Regions from separate parts of the Mus musculus genome. Here region 2 is linked to region 1. The links are chromatin contacts, called in public Hi-C maps. All regions are on one chromosome and are shown on one strand. The core of a region is the stretch at or near the end of the contact, and the rest is flanking DNA. Distances in the headings are between cores, read along the strand shown.

Evidence for each region. A called contact is a pair of places that touch in the nucleus more often than the background predicts.
Region 2: a Hi-C map of CD8 T cells shows a contact between it and region 1, with 7 times the contacts expected there. The contact joins two enhancer-like sites. A contact is called at or near these places in 1 of 484 Hi-C or Micro-C datasets (CD8 T cells) and 3 of 115 datasets of contacts at active chromatin or transcription factors (T-cell acute lymphoblastic leukemia, effector CD8 T cells and memory CD8 T cells).

The regions. Positions count from the first base shown.
Region 1 is chr14:79,121,878-79,129,763 of GRCm38.p6, forward strand. All of the region lies in intron 37 of Vwa8 (von Willebrand factor A domain containing 8), which reads left to right. All of the region lies in intron 1 of Gm30970 (a long non-coding RNA gene), which reads right to left. Among named protein-coding and RNA genes, the nearest start is that of Gm30970, 9.4 kb to the right of the region's middle. Within about 2 kb of position 4,999, at least 17 of the 459 cell types and tissues checked have an H3K27ac peak or open chromatin away from gene starts, as enhancers often do. A contact at or near this core is called in CD8 T cells and memory CD8 T cells, where this site is marked.
Region 2 is chr14:79,517,668-79,525,553 of GRCm38.p6, forward strand. All of the region lies in intron 1 of Elf1 (E74-like factor 1), which reads left to right. It also overlaps the pseudogene Gm9243. Among named protein-coding and RNA genes, the nearest start is that of n-TEttc4, 40 kb to the left of the region's middle. Within about 2 kb of position 4,299, at least 131 of the 459 cell types and tissues checked have an H3K27ac peak or open chromatin away from gene starts, as enhancers often do. A contact at or near this core is called in CD8 T cells and memory CD8 T cells, where this site is marked.

The DNA of each region.
Region 1 (7,886 bases), core at 3,749-6,248:
GGGTGTTGTAGCACACCTCTACTCCCAGGACTTAAGAGGTAGAAAGATGGTCTGGAATTCCAGGCCAGATTCAGCTACATAGTAAGTTTGAGGCTAGCCTGGGCTACATGAGATTATGTCTCAGAAGGAAAAAAAAAAAAGACAGAATGTAAGATGATGTTTAATAGGAACATTGATTTAGTTAACACTAACTTAAGCTATAAATGGTAATTTCCTGTCTCATAGAACCAGGAAATCCCAGAGTAAAAGTGTCCAGCTCATAGCTAGGAGTCAGCACGCATGAGAGCTGTTCTTCCTCAGGGCTAGCTCCTTTCTCACATACTCACCATCAAGTGGCACCACGGCTCTTATGAGGCTTTATCGTTGCCAGGATAAAATTTGCCAACTTTTTCTTTGCTGTTCTGAATACATTTGCATTTAGTGAGCTTCACCCAGTTTTTCTTTTTGATGCATAGTTGTATGTAGCCCAGGCTAGCCTCAAACTGGCTATCTATCCAAGAAAGACCTACTTGATCCTCTTATTTCTGTGTCCAAGTATTGGGATTACAGGCATATACCACCACATCTTGTTTCTGCTATACTGAGAATCAGACCCTTCATACATCTTACATATATATATATATATATATATATATATATATATATATACATATAAACCATACATACATACACATATGGCTTTATACATGCCAGACACTCTATCAGCTGATCACAGAATGAGCTACTTAAAGCTGAGTAATTCTCATTGCATTTTATTTTAGGAGTGAAGATTAAGCTGCTAAACTCAATACATTCTTCATTGCTGGTGTGGGTTGGGCAATGTTCCCATAAAGAACACTCTCCTATACCCCTCCTGGAAAATCTTATACTTACATAGGCCTTGTGTTAACCCAAAGGAAAAGCACTATGCTCGATTGAAAACCATCTCCTTAACCACACTGAATTCCTATTGATGAAAATGTACCACCAGAAACTGCGGTGTCCTGGCCTGGCTTGGAGGGGCCCATAGTGTGGAGGAACTGTCTCGTGGCTAACAGGATCTACTATTGCAATGGTTGTTCTTCCCCTATAGCTTCTGGATTGGTGGTGGGAGTAAGCTGGGTTTGTTGTAAAAGTATGACAGGAATTAGTTAACCATTCTGAAAATAGCTCACTTCTCGCCAATGCCCAACTCCACGACAGATGCCTGATGCTTGCATGCATGGATGATGTGTGGCAAATAGAAGTATATTTTAATATTTATTTATGTATGTGATTTTTTCCCTAAAACTCCAATAGAATGTCCTTTAAAAATAGATCTCGAATTTTCTCCTCCAAGTTTATCACTACATGTTCTGATCTTCTCTAAATGTGAGGGGAATCTGTTTGCACTGACATGCCTTGAATGAGAACGGGGCACGGGGTCACGTTATTAGGAGTCAAATTCTGTTTAGGATTTCTGCCCTTTGGGAATTTAACCGTTTTGATTTTGGTTTGCTTTGGTTTGTTTGTTTGTTTTTTTTTTTTTTTACCTTCATAAACACTGTGTTTATGAAGTCTTTTTAATTTCTCTCTGTGTTACATGTGATACCTGTGCCTATGTGTCTCTTTTTCATTAACTGCTTGAAAGTAAAATGTACATATCCTTTAGTTCTACATACCGGAGTATTTCCTCCCCAGGCACATGGCATGGCCTCCATCCAGACCTCAAGCTCAGGAATGTGAGATTGATACAGTGTAGAAGCCTTGTCCCCAGACCGTATTCAGCTCCAGTGCCCAGTGAGAACAGGAAGGAGTTGAAGAGCGGCCTCTTTGGTGTCTTTCTGTCTCATCAGTTCCTCATTTTGCTGGCTTTCATAACTGGTTCTCTGTGGTATTTTGAAGACCACAACCTGTTGTTTTGTAAAACATCCTTTGATTCGGGACCCAGAGTACGAATTTTTGGCAGGAAAGTCACTGACAACATGGCTCCGTTCAGTGTGCCCTATCCGGCACGGAGAACTGGTCCACCGATGGTGAGGTGGAGGTGTTCTCTCCGATGGGATTCACCTGGAGCGAGCGCTATTTCCCATTATGATTAGGATGGGTGTTTGTGGCGTGTGTTCCAAACCTGTCAATATTCATCCATTGTTTTGGCATTCTCTGCGTGTACGAATACAGTGATGGTTGCCAAGTGGTGATGTCTTACTCCACCACTCCTCCTGTCCACACTGGTTGGCATGCTAAGTTAGAAAGGCCCTCCCTCCCTCCTCTGTCTGTATGATGGCCCCTTGGCTGTTAGCCCCAGGTAACAGGTGTATGGCTACCCTTATTTGCCTTGCTGCTCTAGTTATCCCTGACTCTTAAGTCAGCATTTGAATACAAAGGGGGCATCTGTAAACTTACTTTCACTTAGCTGCAGGTTCGCCAGCTTCTCCATGGGGTATTCTCACACACCCCATTCCAGAGCTGTGTTCATGGAGTGCATCTTGATAAGGCAACATTCTGGAGAAGTTCCCCAAATAGGATTCTTATCCATACACAAACCAGTGAAATCCAGAGAATCACAGAATATTCTTTCATTTACAGCATTAGAAAAAAAGCCTAAGGAATTGGTGGTAATATGGCTACTACCACATATGTTGAACATTATTCTTAATTATAATAGTATTTCTTTTATGAACAGCACCACAAGAAAAACATCCATTCTCACCTTGATGTTTCTTGAAGAGACACTTGGAAATATTTTTGCCTCTAAGCATAGGCTAAAGCCTAAAATAATATAATAACCTTTAAAATGTCATTTTACCCTTATTTATCTTGTTATATTTAAGCACTAACTTCTAAATCACTCCCAATTTATACTTAACTAAAATTATTCTGCTGACCACAAGAGGGTGTCAGCGAGCTTAAAACAGAACTGCCTCAGCCTAGTCAATGTTAGAATTCCATCTCCTGAGCAGTTCCTGTCAGTTTAGTCTTGCAGAACTGTAGTTAAAAAGACAGACATGGGGAGGGGTCCAGTGATCCCTCTGTCCTTTCATCGGCATGACCGCATTGGGTGCCTCTCTTTGTCTGCTCTCACTAATATCCAGGCTCCTTGGTTACGTGATTAGGATGGGTGGCTGACCCTGGCTTGTCAGGGCACACCTAAGGACGGCAGCATTATGACAGTCACAGAGGGATAAAAAGAAAGGGTGTCTGTCACCCACAACAAATTGACTCCAGAAAGAGGGGAGAATGAGTGGTTCCAGCAGCTTCTGAAGTCATTTTACTCTGGTGACATTTTTCATAGCTGAACTACCATGTGCCTCTTGCCTCCTATTAAAACTCTACCCTCTGTCAAGGCCCCTCAAGGTAGACTTGGAGAAGTTGATAGATTTCCTTGTCTTCATCCCAGTATTGCCACATTGAATAATGCCTGTTTTCTGCTTTTACTATTAGTATGGCTTCTTTAGTTAGCTTATTGAGGACAATTGACCAAACCTGGCTTGTTGGGTACACAAGCCATGACCCTTAAGTGCAATAACGCTCGTCCTTTATAGCCGGGTCATTTTGAGCTGCTTAGCCCCTCCCTGGCCTGCTTCTTTCCCTCGGAAGCATGCTATCTTTTTTGTGGGAGGTGCATGTATGCACACATAGAGGCCAGAGGTCAAGGTGAGCAGCTCTTATTTAACCTGGAGCTCACTGATTCAGCTAGACAGCCAAGCCAGCAGCTCCAGAGACTATCCTGTGCTGGGATTACAGATGTGCACCAATCGCCCATGGGTTCTAGGGGACTGAACTTAGGCTTCATGGCAAGCACGTCACCAACCGAGCCATCATCCGAGCCCCTGAAGTGTGCAACCTCTGAATAAGCTGTCTCTGCTAATGTCACCCTCCCAAAAGAATGACAATTAAAAAACAGTCAGTTGGCTATCTGCACTAGAAGAGTTTTGACCCTCAAAGGAAAGTCTTGTATGAGAAGCATTGTATGAGGTGGCATAACCTGAAAGATGGGACACAGTGTGGGTCCTGTTGAAGCCACAGGTACAGAGAAATGTCCTCCAGCCTGTAATCCAGGAAGGAGGTCCTCGTTCCTGAACCGTTAGCACGTCTCCCTGAGGACTCATGCCACCTCTTAGGACTTAATTTCTTTTTCTATAAAATCGGGTATATTATAATCTTAGCAGGGATATACAAAGAACCCCTGTCTCAAAAAATCCAGAAACCAAAAACCAAAACGAAAAAGAAAAAGTAAGAAAGGAAGGAAGGAAGAGAGAGAGAGAAAGATCATGATAGCCACTACTTTCGGTATGTGCTTCTCTTTCCATTTTGAGGTTTAAGTAATTTGGCCACAGTTGCTGTGCTAGTGAAGAACAGAGCTGTAATTTCAGCCTGGTTCTCTCTGCTGTAGAAGCCTATGGGTCAGTCCCTTTCCTGTTGCTGTGGCAAAATGTCTGACAAGGGCTCATTTGTGCTCGAAGTTCAGCGGAATTCAGGTTAGTGGTAAGGAAGTCGCAGCAGCAAGAACATATGGCTGCCCCATTCTGTCCCCTGTAGGAGGGAGGGAGGGAAGGCTGCACTCAGCCAGCTTTCTCCTGAGACATCAGCCATGGGATGCCCACAGCTCACATTCAGGGCAGGTCTTCCCACTTCACATAACCAAATCTAGAAAGTCCCTCGCAGACACACCCAGAGGTTTGCCTCCTGGATCAGCGATTCTAGATCACTGGTTCTCAACCTGTGTGTCAGGACCCTCTTAGGGGTCACATATCAGATATCCTGCATATTATATATTTACATTACAATTCAGAACAGTAGCAAAATTACAGTTATGAAAAGGCAATGAGATAATTGTTTTCCATTGGTTGGGGGTCACTACACCATGAGGACCTGTATTAAATGGTCACAGCATTAGGACAGTTGAGAAGCACTGGTCTAGATCCTGTCAAGTTGATGGTGCTAGCTGTCTGCCTTGTTTTTATTCTCTCCACCATTTAGCTTCCCTAAGGCCTAAAGACTAAGTACGTAGAGGTGGTACTCTCAGAGAAGACTACAAAAGAGTTTGATCAAACGCACACAAATTGGTATTGGTGACACAGGTGTGACACAAGCCAGGAAGGTCTCAGGCCAACAAGGCATTGTGCATCTCAGAATCCAGACTTCTAAATGAAATCTCCTTCATTTGAAATTTAGGCAGCAACATCAGGGTTTCTAGTAGTTTTAAGGAGAATGGCAAAACTCTCCCTACTGACTTCTGTTTCCTCTTAGCAGGGTGGGCACACAGCAGGAGACAAAGCCAAGCTCTCCCCAAGCTTTGTCAAGCTGTTGAATTTGTTACCCCTCCCTACAGACTCTTAGCTTCTCCAGAAAAACCTTAAACATTTATTTGAAGAGTATGTAATCTGGGGAACTGGCAAAATATGTCCCTGGTTTTGTTGAGCTGACAAACATGTTTTGTCTTTTTTTTTGGTTTTGGTTTTGGTTTTGGTTTTTCAAAACAGGGTTTCTCTGTATAGCCCTGGCTGTCCTGGAACTCACTTTGTAGACAAGGCTGGCCTCGAACTCAGAGATCTGCCTGCCTCTGCTTTCTGAGTGCTGGGATTAAAGGCATGTGCCACCAAGCCCAGCACATGTTTTGTCTTATTTTGTTTTGTTTTTAAGCATTTCTAGCATTTGAAAAATCAAAAATTGTATCAAGTAACTCATGAAAATTAAATGAAGTTCAGATTTTGGTATCCACATAAAGTTTTATTGGAGCACAGCTATGTTCGCACGGTAGTACCTGTTCCTGCTTTGTGTTAGAAAGGCAATGCTGGGTAAGTTGCAACACGATCCACCAAGGATGAAGTGTGTGCCATCTGGCCTTTACAGAAAAAGGCGAGAACTCTGGTTTAGAATTCAAAATCAAAAAAGATGGGCAGTGACCACCCGCCTCCCAAGATAAGGTAAAAATAGAATTGTGTAAGTCTGAAAGGGGAGAAGAAAAGGAAAATTATTAGTTTTCCAAAAAGCTACCTCAGTATAAGATTCAAAATATTTTTTATTGTATTCATTGTGGGGGAAATCTGATCTGGGCCAGAATGGTGTTCTAGAATGTTCTGTATTTTATGAATGAAAAAGCAAGATTCTTTACTCCTAAGAAGAATGCTGACCACGAAGCCAGACCACTGTCCTCCCGACCTCAGACATGCACTGTGGGCTCCGTGCCTTCAGTCCACCCACTGCTGGGCCCCAGCCTTCATAGCTGAGGGCCGCTTTGTCTCCACATGGCTGGTGGGCCAGCAGCCTTCCCTGATCACACAGTGATCGTTCACTCTGATCTGTCTGGAAGGCAGGCCTCCCAACCCAAAGCTGGTGCCTGAAGACTGTGCCCCCAGTACTGCCTGAAGACTGTGCCCCCAGTACTGCCTGAAGACTGTGCCCCCAGTACTTCCTGTAAGCCCGCCCCCGGCTAGTGCTCGGTAGCTTCTGGGTACACAGTAGAACCAATGGACGTGTGTCTGAGGTTCTGTGAGGTCCCGTGAAGAACTGGAACCCTGGGTGCTTCCTAGAAGGATGAATCTTCCTTTTCTATGAGCTCACATCTCACTAGGGTGACAGAGAACTCTGAGCAGTTTCGTTGTTAGCCTTTTTCCTTCCTACTGCTAAGTTTGTGGCTCCTGAATGGACACCTGTGAGTCAGGTGCCGTAAGGTCTACAATTTGTCTGCCATGATCATTTTTACTTGTCTCTAATATGTGTGAACTCCAACTGACTGTGGAATGCCATCCTTCTAAGCAATGAAGCTCAATGTGAGCATATGACAGTTGGTATTTTCTTCTACCTTTAGAGATACCTTTAAAGTCTATGATTTCATAGGAGCCCAAACTCTGTACATTATAAAGGTAAAGGTTCATTTCAAAAGAAAAAAAAAAAAAAAGTGCCACAACCACCCAGCCAACAAGCCTGTAGAAATTATGCAATGAAATTTTTTAAATTGTTGTTAAATACCAACATACCCAAAACAACAATATTCAAACTATTCATAGATCTTCTCTATTCAAAATATTCACCAAGAAATACACAAAATAGTATTATCCCACAAGAAACACAGGTGGTGTAATTTCCTCTTTAGGTTGTTCAGTTTAATAACTGTCTTAGGGTTACTACTGCTGTGGTCAAACACCATGACCAAAAGCAACTTGAGGAGGAAAGGGGTTTTTTGTTTTGTTTTTTGTTTTTTGTTTTTATGGGTTTTTTTTTTTTTTTTTTTTTTTTTTTTGGCTTACATATCCTCATTACTGTTCTTCATGAAAGGAAGTCAGCATAGGAACTCAAACTGAGCAGGATCCTAGAGGCAGGGACCTTGGAGGGGTGTTGCTTACTGGCTTGCTCCCCATGGCTTGCTCAGCCTGCTTTCATATAGATCCCAAGACTACCAGCCCAGGTATGCCACCATCCACAATAGGCTGAGCCCCCCTCCCTTGATCACTATTTAAGAAAATGCCCTACAGCCAGATCTTACAGAGGCATTTTTTTTCCCATAGAGGTTCCCTCCTCTCAGATGACTGATTCTAGCTTCAGTCAAGCTGACATAAAACTAGCCATCACAGTAACCAGGGGCTGGCTATTCATTTGCTTTTATTATACAGATTGAGTTTCCCTTCTGAATGCTTTGACCGAAAGTGTTGCAAGTTTCAGGTTCTTTTAGACTTCTGGAATGTTTGTGTAGATGATGAGATTTCTTTGGGATAGTACTCAAATCTAAACATGAGATTCAGTTCCTAAAGTCAGCTTCATATGGTACTTTTAGCATACTGACCATGCCCATCATTTGATTCTGGGATGGAATTCTTTACTTGTAGCAGTAATTTGGCTCTCTCTCTACATTAGGGATGCTAAGGTTCCCAAGTACATAGAGAAAGGTTTACTTCGAGTGGCAGGATATCTGATCCTTGATTGAA
Region 2 (7,886 bases), core at 3,049-5,548, 400 kb after region 1:
TAACACATGTCGAGTTCTACAACAGTCAGGGCTGCACAGAATGCTACAAACAAACAAACATATTATTATTTTTTACTTTGTATTTTCTTGGCATATATTATCGTATATAAATTATAAACTTTCAAGATAGCATGATAGCTTTACACGAAGCATTCATTATCTATGGTCTTGATGCTTAGTCAAAGACTAATCACTGTATTTGTGCAGAGCTGGATGGTATGGTGTAAATGTAATTAAAGGTAGTTATATTCTGGGTTTAGAAACTACATGGTCCTGTAAAGTCAAAACATAACATTTTATAATAAAACCATAAAAGGGGGTACTTTTAGTGTTTATTAGCATTTTTTGGTATCAAAACACTTAATGGAGGTATACTATGATTAGGCCTTTCATTTTTAACATTAAATATGCATATAGAAAAGTGCATAAAGTAACTATAATTTCAGTGTTTGCCCATTCACATTATCCTAGGTTAGAAAGTAGAGTATGTCTATCACCTGTATTTGCTTCCCCCTAAAATTTGACTATTTTGACTTTTGTGGTAATCTTTTTCTTATAGTTTTACTCTCTTGAACCTCATGTAAGCCAAGTCCCATTTTCCTGCAGTGGTTTGCTTATTCCAGTCAGCTCAGTGAAGCTGACTTTCGGCAGCACATCTTTGCAGCCCCTGTCTATACCAGAACCTTTAACAGCTCTTGTTAATAACGTTAGAGTACTTCTAGTTTGGAAGCATTCTTTGATGCACTCCCAAGAACACAGGTGCAAGAGTTCTGTAGCATTAATTTTTCTTATTGAGATGTGTGAAGACTTTGCAAAGACTGAAGGAACAGAGAATTTAAGAAAATAAATAGCTCCTGTTGTTCATCATGGACATTAAGTGAAATTGCCTTTAAAACATGTCAGTGCTGGGACTGGAGAGGTGGCTCCACATTTAAGAGCACTGGCTGCCTTCCCTTCCAGAGTTCTTGGGTTTAATTCTCAGCACCTCACAGCTATGTGTAGCTCCGTTCTAAGAGATTTGACCTCCTCTGTGTTCTGCTGGCACCAGACAAGTGCGTGGTACACTGACATACATGCAGGCAAAACACTCATATACACATAAAATAGTAAACGTTTTAAAAGCTGTCAGTGCTAGTTGGTAAAAATACAAGTAGTGTGGTTTGGCTGTGTAGCCTTGACTCCTGCCGAGGCTGGCAAGCTCCAGCTTGAAGTTGCTCTTGCCCCAACACTGCACAAGTCAGTGCACCTAGAGGGTGTAACGGACACCCGGTTGCATTATGAGGGTCATTTTGAGCTATTAAGTGCTGACAAGGTTTCTAGGTCCTTTGTGGGCCTGAGAAGGACTTTGAGCATCACTGCAGTACTGCGCCATTGGAAATGAGCCAATAGTTCAGAAACTAAGTATTGGATAAGTACATGATGTCATATCCACAGAATTATGTGGCCAAAATTTAATTTTATTAAAGTTTACGCCAAACACGACTTTACAGTGGAGTATTTTTGCATATCGGGGCACTTGATGAAGAAATCGACCTTTTTCGAAGAAAGTGAAAGTAGAGGTCCAAGTTTCTGGGCCTTGCTCAGCTCAGGCCTTGGAAAAAGGGGAGCTGAGGAGGAGGCTGCTGCTTTGCTGGTCTAACTTTACTGCTTTAACGTTCACAGACAAGGGGTTAGCAGGGGGTATCTGCCATTTTATGTGCTTTTTAGCAGTAGGTGAAATGCGCCTTTACATTATCTTCTAGTAGATTCAGTTCTCATTACATTTTCAGTTCCTCCTGTTTATAAAATTCTTTGTCCTGTTTATTAAAAAGCAAAGCTGTCTGATTCCCGTGGAGCTCGTTACTGGTAAGGCACCGACGACCGACAAGGGTGCTGAGAGCTGAAGCGGCAAGTGCTCTCGACCTTTGAGTCATCCCCCCACTTCTGGTTTGTTTTTCCATTCTTTCTCTTATTGAGACAGGATCCCCCTAATTAGCCCAGGCTGGCCCTGAATTCTCCAGCCTCTTTTAACTTCAGCATCCTAGTCCTGGAATTCCAGGCAAGCACTATCACACGTAGTCTGCATTTCTTTATTGTGTTCTTAATTGGGGGAGCTTTGGGTTGCTATATAGAGTTTCAGACTTGAGGCCAGGAGTGTAGCTGTGTGGTAGACTGTGTGCCTAGCAGGCAGGTGGCCTGCTTCAATTTGTAGCACCACAAGAAAAAAAGTTTCAGTTTGAATATAAGAAGTATTCTAAGGTTTGACAGAGACTTGCATTTAGACACAGTGCTTCTTTTAAAATCTCTGTAGGAAGTTACTGCATCTATAGTCTGCATGAAGTCAGAGCAGGTTTGTGAGAGGCATCTTGGAAGGCAGGCTACTTTGTGCATCTGGAACACCTCAGTTGTAATGAAAGCCCAATAATCATAAATTGGCTTCAGTATGTTTCTAATCAGAATATTTGATGCTTAAAGATTCCTTATATATTGTGTTTATTTAAAGTGTTCCTTAAGCTTGTTAGAAAATGTTAGAAGACTCTCTCTCTCTCTACATATATATATATATATATATATATATATATATATATATATATATATATATGCAGATTTTACTGTTTATTTGTATTGATGGTGAATCAAACCTAGGGCACTGAACATTCTAGGCAAATCACTTCTCCACTGAGCTGTATCCTTAGTCCTTACATTCTTATTCTTTCTCCTTTCCCTCTTCCCATACCGCTTAGCCTTACATAGGCTAAGTAAATGGTGTACTACTAAACTATACCTACAGCCCAATATTCCAGGTTTAAATTGGAAATATTAATTAGAATATTAATAGTCTTTGAAAAAGAATGAGCTATAGCCTTTCCTTTGAAATATTAGGCAAAATAGAACTGTATATTCAAGCCATCATATAAGGTTTTATACTTTAGAAACATAGAACCTTACTTAAACCTAAATAAATAGTAAGGACATGTTAAATTCTGTTTAGGAAAAAAAAAGCCACAGGATTCTCACAATGGGCTTATGTGATATGAACAATGTTGTTTTGGACATTAATATAGAATGCTGAAGCCTGATAAAATTATAGTTGATGTAGATTATATTTATAGCTAGGTAAGAATTGCCCAATATTAATAGAGAAGATAGCTGTACTTTGCCTAACCATGTGGTGAGTTATCATTCATAAAGATTATTAGTTTGACAGGCATGATCAGTTGAGCACCTATTTATGGTAGATATATATTACAGGAACCAAGTTTTGGACATATGAGAAAGTGGGGGTAGTTTGTTGGGGTTTTGGGGCACAAGTAATCTGAGACTGACAAAAGGCTGTATTAAATAAAAACCCAACACTCTAAGCTTAGCTTAGTTGATAGAGTGCCTGTATGGTAGGCATTATGTTTGGAGATGGAGACTAGAGGATCAGAAGTTCAAGGTCATCTTTCTGTTACATAGAGAGGTGGAGAACAATTTGGGTTGTGTGAGAACTATCACAGAACAACCAACCAACCCCCAAAGATCAAAGTGGCAAATTAATCAGTTGGGTGTTATTGAGTCATTTGGGGTAGCCATGCTACCTCTCTGATATGCTCAGCTGCTTGCTCAGCTACATGGTTTCTGGGTTTTTTTGTTTGTCTATTTAAAGACAGATGCCTACTATTATACAGCCCTGGCTGGCCTAGAGTGCTTTATGTAGATCAGCTGGCCTCAAGTTCAGAGAGATCCAGCCGCCTCTGCCTCCCTTGTTTTGAAATGTTTAGTTAGGGTGGCTAGCAAATGTTACTCTTCAAATTGCCAGACTCCTAGGACAGACTTTACGGTTTGGGGACATGTTCTGCTGTTTCATTCAGTTATGTGGGCGTGGTTGTTTTTGTTTTTGTTTTTATTTTCCTACCTCTTAGGCCCAGGGCCTTTTGCATGCTCTAGCAATGGCTCTAGTATGTTTTGTAGTTTTTAACTTTGGAGCAGGGCTCTTACTAAGTTGCTTGGGTTTCCTTGCCTGTGTAGCCATCTTCCTCCTCCGGGCTCTGGAGTAGCCGGGTCACAGGCCTATGCCAACAAGGCTGGCCACAGCATTTTATCAGATCTTTGGTATTCATTCCTAGGAGTCCTTCAAAGGACATGAACATTGTTCTTTTGTCTCTTAGCTCTCAACACCAGAATACTTTCATTGTCTTTCTTCATTTTTATGTTTCTGATATCATACTTCATTGTGTTTGCACACAGGCAATTGAACTATTTATAAGTAAGATGCAGCAGAGAAGGCAGGAAATAGTTGACATTTGTATGCTCTATCTTGCTCTCTGCTTCCTGTCAGTTAAACCACGAAGAGAGGAACAGAGACACAGATGTACGGTTGCTGCTTTAATTTCCCATCAGGGAGCCCAGTTAAGCATAAAGGTTGTTTCATTAAACTTCGTACTTGTTGATTTTAGGGGTATGTATGGTAGGCTTCTTGGTGGGTTACACAGATTGCGTGGATATCTGGCAACACTTTGACATTAGATATAGGACTTATATGAAAATACAAGTTTTACACATTTAAGAGGTTTTTCCTTTTGTGATTTTGTTTTGTTTTTTGAAAGGCTCCATATGCACTTAGGCTGGCATTACACTCATGATCTTCTTGACTTAGCCTCCTAAACGCTGGGGTTATAGGCCTGTACCAAACTATACTCAAGTATACCTTAGTGTGAGTGTGAGTGTGAGTGTGTGTGTGTGTGTGTGTGTGTGTGCTCGCGTATGAAGGCCAGGGGTCAACCTTGGGTGGCACTTCTTAGGAGCCAGAGGTGTCATTCCTGAGGGACTGTGCACTTTGTGCATGCATGCACACACGTTCATATGTGTGCACAGGCGTGTGAGATGTATGTACATATAGGCCAGAAGTCAGTCTTGGTGGTATTACTTAGGAGTCATGCGTTTTATTTTTAGAACTGGGAACTAACCCCAGAGCGTGCACATAATGGGGCATGCTCGTTACCACCGAGCTGCAACCGCTGTTCTACAGAGCCATCAACAGGCTTGCTGAGTCCACTTATTTATTTAATGTTAACTTTGAGATAGTGTCTCTACTATATAGACCAAGCTGGCTTCAAACTCATGGAAGTCCACCTGCTTCTGTAGAATAAAGGTATGCACTACTCTAGCTGGCCTTATCAAGTATATTTAATTTCAAATAATGGAGGGAAATGTAAAAAACAAACAAACAAACAAAAAACCAAATGTGTTTTTGTGGTCTTACTATGGAGGGTAGACAGCTGGATTTTTTTCTGTATGCCCTTTAACGTTTTCTTGGCTTCTATTGTGTCTTATATGTGGGAAATCTGTCCAAACTCACACAAGTGCTGAAGACAGCTGAGGAGGTGAGACAATTTCATTTCCCCGTTGGAAAAGCTTGTTTTCTACTAGGTTGTCCCACCTCATTTTTAGATTTAAATGTTACTGTCAGCATTGCTCCTTCTAACTAGAATGTCTCCCTCCCCTTCACAGTCTCAGAACTTAGCAAGATCAGATGGGAGTTATCACTAATGAACTTGCCCCCTTGTAAGGGTTCCTCCATCTCACAAGTATTTACCCCCCCTCCCTCAGCATTTGTTTAATACATTCATTTACATTTAGTTATCTGTTCCCAATCTTTCCTAGGAATCAAGCCAGTTAAGGACAAAGATTGTGCCCTAATTGCCTTTAGTTTTGTATACTCACCGAGGTTGTAGCTACTAAGTGCAAGCATAGGTGCACTCACACCTCTGATAGCTCCATTCTGGAATCAAAGCCACAGGCTGATTAAAGAACTACAGTGTGTCTTCTCTGCACGTTGCCTTTATGGTATATTTGTAAGAAATAATTGAAGCAAGCGCTTTTTTCTTCCTCCTCGGAGTGTGCTTTTCTGGGGAGCTGTGGATCAAAGCCAGGGTTTTACACATGCCAGGTGAGTGCTCAGGGCTCCTCCACTGAGCTGTGTCCTTAGAAGCAAAGCCTTCCTGAATGATATGCTGGTGGTAGCAGACTGTAGTAAGTGGCCATGAAGTTTGAATCTGTCATGGATATTGCCTTGCTTCATTTCATAGCCGAGTGTCATCTATTCAAAATACTTAATCCATATAGAACATAGATGCAACTAGTCTCTCTCTCTCGCTATATATATATATATATATATATATATATATATATATATGTTTTCCTTCTGGTAGTTAAGTGAATGAAGATTTAGTTAAATAGCATGTACAAAGAATGTAATACAGTCATGTTTTTAAAATTTGTGACTGGTCATGGCCATAGCATAAACAATGAGACCCTGTCTGGGGTAGGGGTGGGGGACAGGAGAGAAAGGAAGGAAGGAAGGAAGAAAGAAAACCTTGTAATTTTCCATTTTAAAAAATTATTAAATTAGGTTGTGAATTTGGGGGTAATAATGGGCCTCACACATTGAGCAAGCACTCTGCTGGAAAAACCGAACCTCTTTGAAAATTTTTGTATTTTTAATTTTTTTTAAACAAATTTGAGAGCAGGTCTCACTCTGCAAGTTGCCAGGCTGGCCTTGAGCTCTCAGTCTTCTGGCCAGGCGGCTGTAGCTGGGTTGACGAGCCAGTGCCGCCCTCACCCTCATAGCTTTTGTTTGGAAGTTACTGTGGATAAGGCCTAAATGTACAACCTAGGATGGCCTCAAGCCCCTGTGCGCCCCAGGCTAGGACAATGGCATGTGAGACAGGATCTGATTAGGTCATGATTTTCTCCTCGTGCATACCTCTGCCTTCCTGGTGCTGGAATTACAGGTGTGCACTACCATTCCTCTATCTCCACCCTTCTCATCCCCAGGGAGAACAAAACCACAGCCCATCAATTCAATGTTTGTTTGTTTGTTTGTTTGTTTGTTTGTGTTCCCCACAACCTGAGCACTTTACCATGCTTGTTGAGAGTATCTGTGCCATAAGGGAAGAGGTGCAGGGGAGTGGCTTACACTTCAGCAGTGCCATCATCTGTGCAGTGCTTGTCACAGCTCTTTCTGCCATTTTGAACAGTAGTCTCAGATTCCTGGGGCTGTCACTGGGCTTTTTGAGCACAGGGACCACCCTCTGTTGTTAGAACTCTATTTGGAAACCCCTGGACTGGCTGAAAAGATACACTGTGGATCCGTTTTAACAATTAGATGCTGCCTTCTGGGGTTAGCTGTCTTGTCTTATTTACTGAACCACACTGCAAACTGCATGGATCAAGGATGAGGCATGCTATTCTGTCTTTTCCACAATACTGTACTTAGGTAAATTTAGCAGATGTTCTGAATGGTTTACCATTGAATCCATTAATAGTAGAGGTGTCTTGAACATAGATTCTTGAGATCTCTTGATAAGCTCTAGATGAACATCAAAGAAGTACATTTCCTATTGGAGAAAACCTCTCCTATTGGAGAAAACATTTCCTATTGGAGAAAACCTCTCCTACTGGAGAAAACCTTTCCTAGAGATGTTTACATGACCCCTAATTATATACATATATAAAATAGGTGTTCAGAGCAGTGGTTGCTGATGGTAAATCAGGAGGCAATAGTTGTAAGGTTCAGTGAGTAGAGGTTCTTGCTGCCAAGCTTAGCAACCAGAGCTGAGTCCACAGTACCCACAGTGGTGGAAGGGGAGAACCAATTCCTGCAAAGTTGTTCACTGCACACCAGAGGCAGATGCAAAGGATAAGAAGGAACCTGAGTCCCAGGGCAGCCTGACCTATGGAGGAAAACATTGTCTCCAAGACACAAACAAAACCAAGCTGGTGATCATATATGTGGTACAGTGTGTGGCATATGCCAACCACACTCATTCACACACACACACACACACACATACACACACACAGACAGAGAGACAGAGAGATGCTCTGAATGTAAAAAAATGGAATAGAACAATTATTTCATA